Regions from separate parts of the Hordeum vulgare genome. Here region 2 is linked to region 1. A link is a contact called in public Hi-C data. All regions are on one chromosome and are shown on one strand. Each heading gives the region's core, a stretch centred on a gene start, on an enhancer-like site or on the middle of the called end of the contact. The rest is flanking DNA. Distances are from core to core; before and after follow the strand shown.

Region 1 (5,281 bases), core at 74-2,573:
GAGAGGCACGTTTTAACCTTTGTAAGAGGCACGCCCGTGTCTCTCGAAAAGGGAAAAAAATGTGAAAATACGTGTTTTCTGTTTTATTTCTACCATGGGAGGCATGGTTTTTTATTCGGTTTTCTTGATAAAAAAAGTTCGTCAAAACCTATCAACATGGGATTTAGTTTTGAAGATCTCAACGTGAGAAATGAAAACGGTTCGAGATTTGGATGCATGGTTTTGAAGATAAAACATTTTGAAAAAACGGATCTACAAAAAAAAGGAAAACTACAAGGTTGCAACGAGTGACATGCATGCAGTGCGCTACTTGTCGTCACGTGAAGAGGTGGGAGTGATCTTTGAAAGGAGTACTCGCTAATTAGTGATTTCGGGATTGACATCAATGTTGTTACCGGAGGATAGTTTTATATGGGATTCATGTATATTCCTGCTCTGCGCAACCCAATAATTTGTCATATGGGCAATTCCTATTTATTTATCCTATGCACAACCCAATAATTTGGTTATTATATATTTTATCCTTCATTTTTTGTTTTTTTATTCTAATTTTTAGTTTATTTTAACTGTGTTTTCATAGCTTAAGAACTTATATTAACACATGTATGAATAGTTTTAAAAATCCATGGTTTTTTAATACATGAACATACTGTATTTTATATACAGGAATATTTTTGTAATAAGTGAGTGCATATTTTATTTTATACTCCCTCCGTTCCTAAATATAAGTATTTTAAGAGATTTCACTAGTGGTCTACATATTGAGCAAAATGAATGAATCTATATTTTAAAGTATATCTATATACATGGGTATGTAGTCCACTAGTGGAATCTCTAAAAAGATTTATATTTAGGAACTGAGGGAGTACATATGTACATGAATGTCCTGCCATTTTCGGCAACATTTATTTTTCACATTGAGACTAACTTTGCCGTAAATTTTTATATTTTTGGTTTTGTTTTCTTGAAAAAAAATTGTAAATGTTTCAAGAAAGAATTATTATTATTGTTCTATACAAATGCTGCAGATTTATTGGAGTTTGCCATGGCCGGGCCGTATAATGGGGCTTCTCCACGCCATTTGTGCCGGATATGAGAATATTTCATATTTGTCGCTGATTGCAACAAGTTGTCCATGTATTATTATTTAAATTCTGGACATTTCTTATTCTCACGTTAATATAGTGTTCATATTTGTTGCAACGTGTCCCATGCTATGTATTTGTAGAAAACCGACCGAAAAACCAACGTACAACTGTAAACTAACCAAACCAATAAAAATTGCTCAACACAAAGGGTTCTACGATGGGTTGTAGGGCCGGCCCAGTAAGAAGACTCTTGCATGAGCCGCAAAGAGCGGCAAATAGGAGCTCTCGAGTGTGAGGTCTCTGCTTCCATGGCCTTTGCGGCTGCGGGCTCTGCTTTTGTTGCCCTCCCCTTTTTCTCTTCTTCTTTTCCCTCTTCTCCTTTGTTTCTCGGTTGAATATTCCATGGCTCCTTCCCCATGGAAGGAATCCTACCTCCAAAATGTACATCCACTTTTCACCTTTACTTTGCATGCACACTATTATTCGTCAGAAAAAACTTTGCATGCATGCATTAATGCTTTGCAACCTCCACTCTCAAAAGGTCGTGGTATGGTAATTAGCTTGTTATCTTCTTCTTTTCGTCCTCGGTGAGGTGGCCGGAGAGAAGTTCATGAGATCCACCGCTCAACTACCAGGATAAGGATATATCCTAGTATCCTACTCTCACATGAGACATGACAAGAAGGATATGATATGGCTATATCCTGCATGACACAAACCAACCAACTATAAACTAATATAAGACGTTCTTCTTTTCAAAATAAATGTCTCGTTTTTACTATAATTTTATATTAAGATTAATATAAAATTGAGACATCTATTTTAGGACGGATGAAATATTACTTTACAGAGGGGATACTAATTAAACTAAAGGAGTAATTATCATCATCTACTACAAGCTGCTGGCGGCGACCGTAACTGTCCATATATACATATTTGGGGTCCCCAAACGTTTCATAATGTTTACTGGATAGATACATACAGAGAGAGATTGGTAGTAACCAACCAACACATCTGTTTGTTGGGGTGTAGTCGTCAATCTTAGCACATTAACTATGCGACAACGAGTGAAAGCGTCAACCCCAACCAATTTCTACTTACTTACTGTATTTGAGTATTTGACACACCAACCATATGATATCTGATATTTTCTTGACGTAAATATGCTCTTCTAGCTATAGCTTGTACCAACCCTTCAAACAAAAGTTACCTCCACCTGACTTGATGTGGCATAACTCGTAGGTAGTAGTTAATTAATATCTCTTCAACCATTAGCGTCGCAAAGATCACGGACCAATGTTTGAGCTAGCTAGGTAGGGTCTATAGCTAGCAATCTGCTGTGTGGCTGCATAGCTAGCTAGATCTGTTGGTTTCCATAAACAAACTACTAATGTACTTGTCATTACCAACTTGATTATACCTTTTCCTCCATCCCAACAGAACATGATTAGAAGACCCTGGCTACATATATCTTTAAGCATCGATACTTGTCTGCTCGAAATGGTAAACAAACCATGCATGTATGCATCACGTTCATCTATCAATCTCCACGTGGTTAGAATTACATAGTGCTAGTGGTATTTTTATTCCTCCGTAGGGAGTGCAATCAATTCAAGACATGGTCAGCCAAATCGATCGAGAGAATCGCGTCAGGGTTTTTTCTGCTTTTCATTTCCTCTGGTCACCGGCTTGCGCAAACTAAGTATATATACTCCCTCCGTTCCTAAATATAAGTCTTTGTAGAGATTTCACTAATGAACTACATACGGATATATATAGACATAATTTAAAGTATAGATTCAATCATTTTATTTCGTATGTAGACCCTTAATGAAATCGCTTAAAAGACTTATATTTAGGAACGGAGGGAGTATAATACTACTACTACAAATTAAAATGCATGCTATTCTAAAATAAAGTGAAAAAAAAGATCTGCACTGACATGAAGACCTAGCTCCAACTCAATTGGTTGATGCAGAAAGCAATTCTAATTCTAACTCTATAATTAATTACTCGATGATATATATATATATATTTAGAAAAGGAGGATGACCCTCGGCCTCTGCATCTCGAAGATGCATGCGGCCATTTTATTGATTATTCTCGAACACCTTACAAAACAGTACAACAATATGCCTGAACCCGCCATCATGGTAACATTTGCCGTTACCCCTATCCATATGATGAAGGGGTGCAAGCTGGACCAAATACCCAGACCTCTCACCTAAGCTTAACATCTAAAGCCGGAGACCCTGACCGAGCCACATACCGGGTCCGGGACACAAACCGGTCTGACACACTCACATATCGTCGCCGCCATCTTCCACTGGTCCATCTTCAGATCAGATTGAGGTACCAGCCTTGGCAGGTGCCTCCGCCATCGACGCCATCATGACGCCAAACGACGACCTTCGCCTACGCGAGTCCATCTCCAAGCAACGGACGGAGATCCATGCTAGGATAGGGCCGCACCACTGCCGTCGCCTACCACCCACAAGCGCCACCCAGCCCCAAGGTTCCCAAAGCGGCGCCTTCAAAAAGGGAACGGCGCCGTGAGCGCCGCCGCCGCCCAACAAAGTTAAGGCTTTCGCCCGGGAGACCTAGGGGAAGGGGAAGTGAGGGGATCAGTCCATACCGACGCCTCCAAGGAGGGGAACGACGCCCTCAGGCGTCGCCGTCGACGCGGCCGGCCATGGCCGACCAGGGATTTCGCCCGAACTAGATCCCCACCACCACCAGCACCTCCTGTACAAAACCGGATCGCCCGAACTTGTTTAATTAGACCTTGATCCAAAGCACCAGATAAAACCCCACTACTAGAAATCAGAGTCTAATTAAACAAAAAAAAAAGGAAACTCGTGAGTGGTGAAAGCGTATACACCAGAACCCCAAAAGAAGATCCATCCAGCTGCAGACAAAAGCCGCCATTTTTTTCATTCTTTCTTTTTCAGAAGGAAACAACTAACATTTCATTGAAATGGTGGCAAAAAAAAAATGCTCGATCAATTAATTAAGCAGAAGAAAGCTGCCTAGTAAATTAGAAGTAAAACGGACGGAAATCTGTACATTCCTAATGTCCTTGGAAAAAAAATCAATATTCCAAAATACTTTCAAAAACATTCTTTTTTATTCGCAAAAAATAGTATTTTTGAAGCATTGATTTTTTTTATCTAGAACATTTAGGTATGGGTTTTTTTTCATGAAAAATTGCACATACGCAGAGAGCTCATCAATGTTTGTTGCTCAAAACATATTTTTATTAATTTCAATCTTCTTGTTTGAGAATATAAATTTCATTACTCGTGAGGTGGCATTTGAGCTGGCCGACCTTCCATCGCCTTTGCGTTTATGGGCTATGCTTTTGTCAGTTGCCCTCCCCTTTTCTTCTTCTTCTCTCCTGGCCTTCCTTTTCTTCTTTGTGTTTCCGGTTGAATATTCCATCCAAAATGTGCACGCACTTTCTCTCTTGACCTTTTATCACCACCTTTACTTTGCATGGACACTGTTATTTCATCAGAAGATACTGTACTTTACATGCAGCAGCATATACTACTGATTTGCTTTGCACCCTCCACTGCACGAACAAATAAAGGTGGTGGTACGGTAATGGGTAGTCTTCTCTTTCTTTCTTTTGCCGGGGTACGGGTAATCTCCTTGACTTTGTGATGTTTTCTTTCCTATGATCGGCAATGCGTCGGTGAGGGCCGGAAAAGCACATGAGATCTGCTCAACTACCGACGAACGGTATGTATGTGCCGCTCCTAAATTAAACATGATAAGATTGATATGATATGGCTATATCATCTTGCTTCATGCATGAAACAAGTCAATAAAACACACATATACATATGTGTGTGTATATTTCTTTATCATTTTAAATGTTCATATAGCATACCTAAGATATTTCAAAGCAACCTATACAAAGAAAATTCATGTAAGCCCATAGTTTTTTAATATTTTAAAAATACCTTCGTATTTAAACGTATAAAACAATATACTAAAGAATAGTACATACTACTTAAAAAACAGGATATATATACAACTCAAACATTTTTATATTGCATTTATACAAGCATACTCACTATTTGTACCTGCATACTCACAGAACGGATGGAGTTAAGAACGCCATGATGCTCCGCGTGCAGATCCACGTAATCCTCCATCATCGGCGCCTCCTCCTCCCCCACATCCAG
Region 2 (5,442 bases), core at 1,348-3,847, 63 kb before region 1:
ATAGGATTGGCATGTTGCGTTAATGATTCATAGAAAAATATGTAAAGATCAGAGGACATCGTTGACGATCATGTCCAGACTTCTCTCGTCCATCTGTTCCATTCCTCATCATCGTCCATATATTTTTGGATTCCGGACGTCACCTGACTCAACTCACACCTTGCCTGATGGACATGCATCAGAAAACGAATGTCCAAAGCTTCCAAAAGGGGTATTATAGACGAATTTCCACTCGATAGGGTAATTAGTGTCAAAAATGTACAACTACAGAGTAAAAGGAGGAATTCACTCAATAATTTACTACCCCCACATCATGCTCGCTCTCTGGGCAATCCATTGGCAGAGGTCAAAGCTTCGAAGCAAACAAAGCGGCCGTACGTCAAGAGGACCCCATATTACAAGTAGCTCCACCATTTTAGTTAGAGCAACTGTATCCGCTCTCATATAATTTTGGGGGCTATTTAGTACTCCTTTACACCTCTATGAATGACTGTTTCTAACTGATATTCCAACTGAACAGAGTAAAAACATTGATAGAGGAAAATATCTCTAGCAATCGAGAGGTGTGCGATCTGATGGACAAGGGTTGAGCCCGGACGACGGGCAGACATGGATGTGTCGGCGGCCGGTGAACAGGTGAGATGCGAGTGGTGAGTGGAGGAGGACATATCGAGAGGTGCACGCGGGGGAGGGGGGGTGTTAGTGGTCGAGTTGGCTGCCTGGTTCGCTCCCGTAAAAACTCTTCAAAACACCATGGCTTCGACGAGTAAGTGGGTTGAATCCGGCGACGACGATCATTGTTGCACCAATTTGTAGTCGCCGACGACGAGAAATCAGCTGAGTCAAGGTGGCGGATGAACGCAAAGAGTGTTGCAAGTGGTCACCCGTGGCGCATGGTGTCCGATAGAGGTAAGTAGGGCGGCGTCAGAGTGGATGAGACACACGGGTGGGTGGGTCCGGCTGAGGGTGGAGGGGAAGACTTTTTACTTGATGATGAGTGGACGGCCGAGTAAATATAAGAGCCGGGGCGGCCGTGAAGGTTAGTTTTTTTTACAGTTTTACTAAAGCACATCTAAATGTGCCATAACTATCACACATATAAGTTCAAAGTCATTGATCTTACACGAAGATTTGTGTGGATATTTTTCTTTTTTACTTTTCTTTTACTTTATATACTTGATTGAGTCACTTAGATGTGCAATAACTAAGGCACATCTAGATCCTAGACACACCCTATTTTTTACTCCTCTAAATTGTTTAAGAGATCAATTAGGTGGCGATGAGAGGAGAAAAAGTAAAATTTTACTCTCTGCTCTAGGCGTAAGTACCTATATATTGTCAAACAACAGATGATCCAACGTGCTCTGTCGCTCTTGAGATTTGAGATTCGAGATTTGAGAAGGTGTTGTGGACAGGACAATTGAGCACTAGGACGTGCGCGAGCATGACAAAGCTAGGACCACGTACAACCACGTACTACCGTCTGGCCATCTTTGGCGCCCCATCCAGAGGGATAGGAGAGGATAGGTGACCACAGACCTGCATCGCTTTAAGAATTTCTGGTGCGTGATCGCTAGCTTTTGTCGTCTGTGTGTGTGCATCTCTAGCAGAATTGGCAAGGGAAAATTTTCCACTCGTGGGTCCAAATGGACAACGCTAATTAAAGCCCCAACCCAATGATTTTCGCGGGTTGGGGCCCGGGCCGTTTTCTCTTCCAATCTACAATGTGTTTGTCAATCTACTGATCTAGGTTACGGGTAACCTTATCGATTGGCGGGGCATCACCAATTATTGATTCATGAAGTCTGGTAAGTTTGTACCAAACTTTAGGGATCCCGGAATTATATCTTACTTTGAGTATAACTATAGAATCTCCGACGTAGGGCACCCCTTATGAGTGTGTATACTCGGAAACCAACGAGAAAAAAGTTTGTATACTCGAATGTATATGGCATATCACTCAAGATTTCTTATACACTCGAGCCAGTGAACACTCTACTCCGACCCCGGTATGCACCGCTCAGTAATTGTTGTTGTACCAAAAATCCTTCTTTCTTTGCATCTTAAAAAAAAAGCTCTTCTTGGCTTTGTCCCCTTTCTATCGGGAGGGGGTCTATGTCACGTAGATGCAGGGGCACCGATCCCTCTTTTCTTGGCTCCCGATTTTTTTTTCTCTATACGTTTCAAGCAAAAGTTCAAATTAAGTTTCATTTCTATATTCGAGTTTCTTGTGTCGAGGTCTTTCAAATAAGATCCGTTTCAAATATGTCTTGACTAGTATCTGAAACTTCGTTAATAAGTTTTAACAGCTGAAGCTTGGTAGTACGAGCAAACAGCAAAATCATAAATTTCATAAACTAAAACTTAAAAACTTGTTGTGCCCTCGCGTGAAACCCAACGACTTTACTGTTTGCGAAGTAATCAAGCGGCTGAGCACATCTGAATCTTATGTGAATCTCACAGGAGCAACGTGTGTGGTACTGGGAATATGCCCTTGTGAGGCCGATTGGAGCTTAGCTCTCCCTCTAACACGTACTTAGGTCATAGGAACCCTCCGGAACCATGGCCCATGGCATCCAATCGACTGGTGCAGCGTAAATCCACGTACGGCAGGCCAGGGGTGAGGGCTACAGCCAGCTACCAGCGCACGCGCGGTCGATCACTCGTCTCCAACGATGGCGCATCGTCTCGCGGCACCGGAATAAGGGGCGGCAGTATAGTAGGCGTCGGTGGCAGGCTGCTTCTTGGCCTTTATTCTGCATCCAGGAATAATGCATGCATGCATAAAATTACTACTCCCTTCGTCGTTAAATATAATTATTTTTAAATTTTTTACTAGAAGCCTACATACCAATTAAAATAAGTAAATTTATATTTTGAAATATGTCCATATATACCCGTATGTAGTCTTTTAATAAAATCTTTAAAAAACTTGTATTTAGAAACAGAGGGAGCAGTAGCCAAACGCCAACGGAGTCAAGTGCTCGGACAGAGTTAATAAAGCGCTGGCAGCAGCATTTTAGGTAGTCGGTAGGAGTATCCTATATATCTAAATAATCGATCCTCACTATTTCTATTCTTTCAATATCACACATGTCACCTCATCACATATGTCACATCATCATTTCACTAATTATTTCTTTTAACATGAAAAATGCTATTTATATTCTCTCGGACATACAGACATCTTAACTCTTCACACATGTCACCTTATCAACACTAGTGCGGACGGGGCCTTTAGCCCAGGCCCGAAAGGGGCTTTAGTCCCGGTTCACCAACCGGGACTAAAGGCCTAACCTTTAGTCCCGGCCCTGTCCAAGCCGGGACTAAAGGTGCTCCACGTGGGCCCCTCGTAGCGCCGCAGGGGCAGGACCTTTAGTCCCGGTTCGTTACACGGACCGGGACTAAAGAGTTTCAGATTTTGTTTATTTTTGGGTTTTTTTTTTATGAAATTATTTTTGGGTTTTAGAGTTTAGGTGTTCGGGGGATTAACGTGATGCCTCGTTTGGTGTTGGAAATTAGTTTTCATATAATTTAAATAGAAATAATTATGCATATATATATAAGATTAACTTATCTTACAAGCGAGCATATATATACAATTATATGGAGATCTGAATTATCGGGACTAGAGCCCGTCTATTCGATTACATGGACAAACATCAGTAATGGCCCCTAGCTACACTAAATCGTCCTTTGTCATCTATAGCTTCCGTCCTCAGAAAGGTCGCAAGCTCCTCTGCAACAGCAATCGCGCGTTGCTCTGGTAGGACCTTCGTCCTCATGGCCGTGTACTATATAAGAAGAGGAGATGAATATGAATATCAATCATGATAACAAAGAATGACGAGTAAAAATAGAGGTGTGAATGTTCATTGCTTACGTCAAATCTGTGATCCTTGTGCTCAGAGGTAAACGTGCGAATGGTCTCGCAAACATAGTATCCGCATAGATACGTTCCCCGTGGCTGTTGGTCGCACTTTACGAGAATATGATATATATATAATCAAAATAATAATCTAGCATCATAAATGTATTGAAAATAGAAGTATATCATACTACTACTTACCTGAGCCACTCTAAAGGTCAGCTTCTCAGGCTCGATACCGGAAGTCACGCACTTGAACCGCTTCCAAACCCTACCCGACAAGGATAATGATTTGCTAAGTTTTTCATTAATTGATATATCAGAAAATCATCGAAAGAGACCGATAGAGCGCAAGAATGATTGAAATTACCCTTGGAGCATGTCCTGCAGGCTTTGGAACTGTTCCAAGGGTCTCGATAATGGGTCGAAGGCATCAACTTTTCCCTTATCAATTTGAATGTCCAACAGAATCCAATGGAAGCTGCACATGTATATATATATATATATATGTGTGTGTGTGTGTGTGTGTGTGTGTGTGTGTGTGTGTGTGTGTGTCAGTAACTAATCAATTACACTTATAAGTGAATGGACACAACAGAGTAAAGACCCTCACCTGAAGTTGTATGGAAACAGTATGTAGTCACAGAAATTTTGATCTGTTAGAAACCTTAGAAGGTTTTCCTCCGTCTCCTTGGGTTTATCAGTTAGCGTCGCTATATGTATTTTATCTGGGTCAATAAACCCAATATTTAGGATGTTCCTACTTTTACAATCGAGAATCTTCATTCTGCATAATAGAGTACAAGTTATATATAGACAATGAATTGAAATAACTAAACAAGTTATATGTAGATAAAGAATTGAAAAACTTACAGACAATAGCAACTCATAAGCGATTTGTCGAGGGCGTCGCCATTGTACATCTGGAAGAGTTCATCAAAGTCGATATGGATTTCTTCGGGGCGGCCGTAGTACTCCCGTGGGACACTCACCACGATCATCGTTCTCCCATTCTTTGATTCACTTAAGTACCATGTATGCAAGTAACGCATATTTGTTGGGAGATCATCTTTGCTGACCAAAGGCGCTCCCATGACAAACTGTGGCTTAGGGGCTACCACAGCCGTGGGTAACCTGTCGTCTTGGGAAGACAGAATGTCTTCAACCGGGATACCCCATTCAGCCGCCCACTTCTTTGCTAATTCGAAATCTTGCCCCTGCACCGGAGGGGGGACATTCTCGGTTAACACCCTCACGGGCGGGATCGACTGTTTGGCCTGTTGTCCAAGCTGAGGAACGTCTGATTTTTTCTTGCTTGTAGTTGAAGTTGATTTGTTCCCACTTGCACTTGCACGTGATCTGCTCTTTTTCACTTCCTTCTGCAATGTGCGTGTATAGTCATCAGGCTTATGGTGTAAGTCATACTGTGATGGAAGGGTCGTGAAGTATTTTGCAAATGCTATTTGCTTCTCGGTGTATTCCAGGCGGGGCTCGGGTTCCTTCTTTTTCATCTGCGCATCATGATGTTCCTTTGCTATCCTGGCGTTTTCCTCGGGGGTACGATCATAAGGTCT

Evidence for each region. A called contact is a pair of places that touch in the nucleus more often than the background predicts.
Region 2: a contact with region 1 is called in a Hi-C map of seedling, with 2.7 times the contacts expected there. The contact joins two enhancer-like sites. A contact is called at or near these places in 2 of 6 Hi-C or Micro-C datasets (leaf and seedling).

The regions. Positions count from the first base shown.
Region 1 is chr4H:602,552,538-602,557,818 of MorexV3_pseudomolecules_assembly, reverse strand. No RefSeq gene overlaps it. Among protein-coding and RNA genes, the nearest start is that of LOC123449974, 12 kb to the right of the region's middle. Within about 2 kb of position 1,323, at least 3 of the 3 cell types and tissues checked have open chromatin away from gene starts, as enhancers often do. A contact at or near this core is called in leaf and seedling, where this site is marked.
Region 2 is chr4H:602,616,931-602,622,372 of MorexV3_pseudomolecules_assembly, reverse strand. No RefSeq gene overlaps it. Among protein-coding and RNA genes, the nearest start is that of LOC123447512, 16 kb to the right of the region's middle. Within about 2 kb of position 2,597, at least 3 of the 3 cell types and tissues checked have open chromatin away from gene starts, as enhancers often do. A contact at or near this core is called in leaf and seedling, where this site is marked.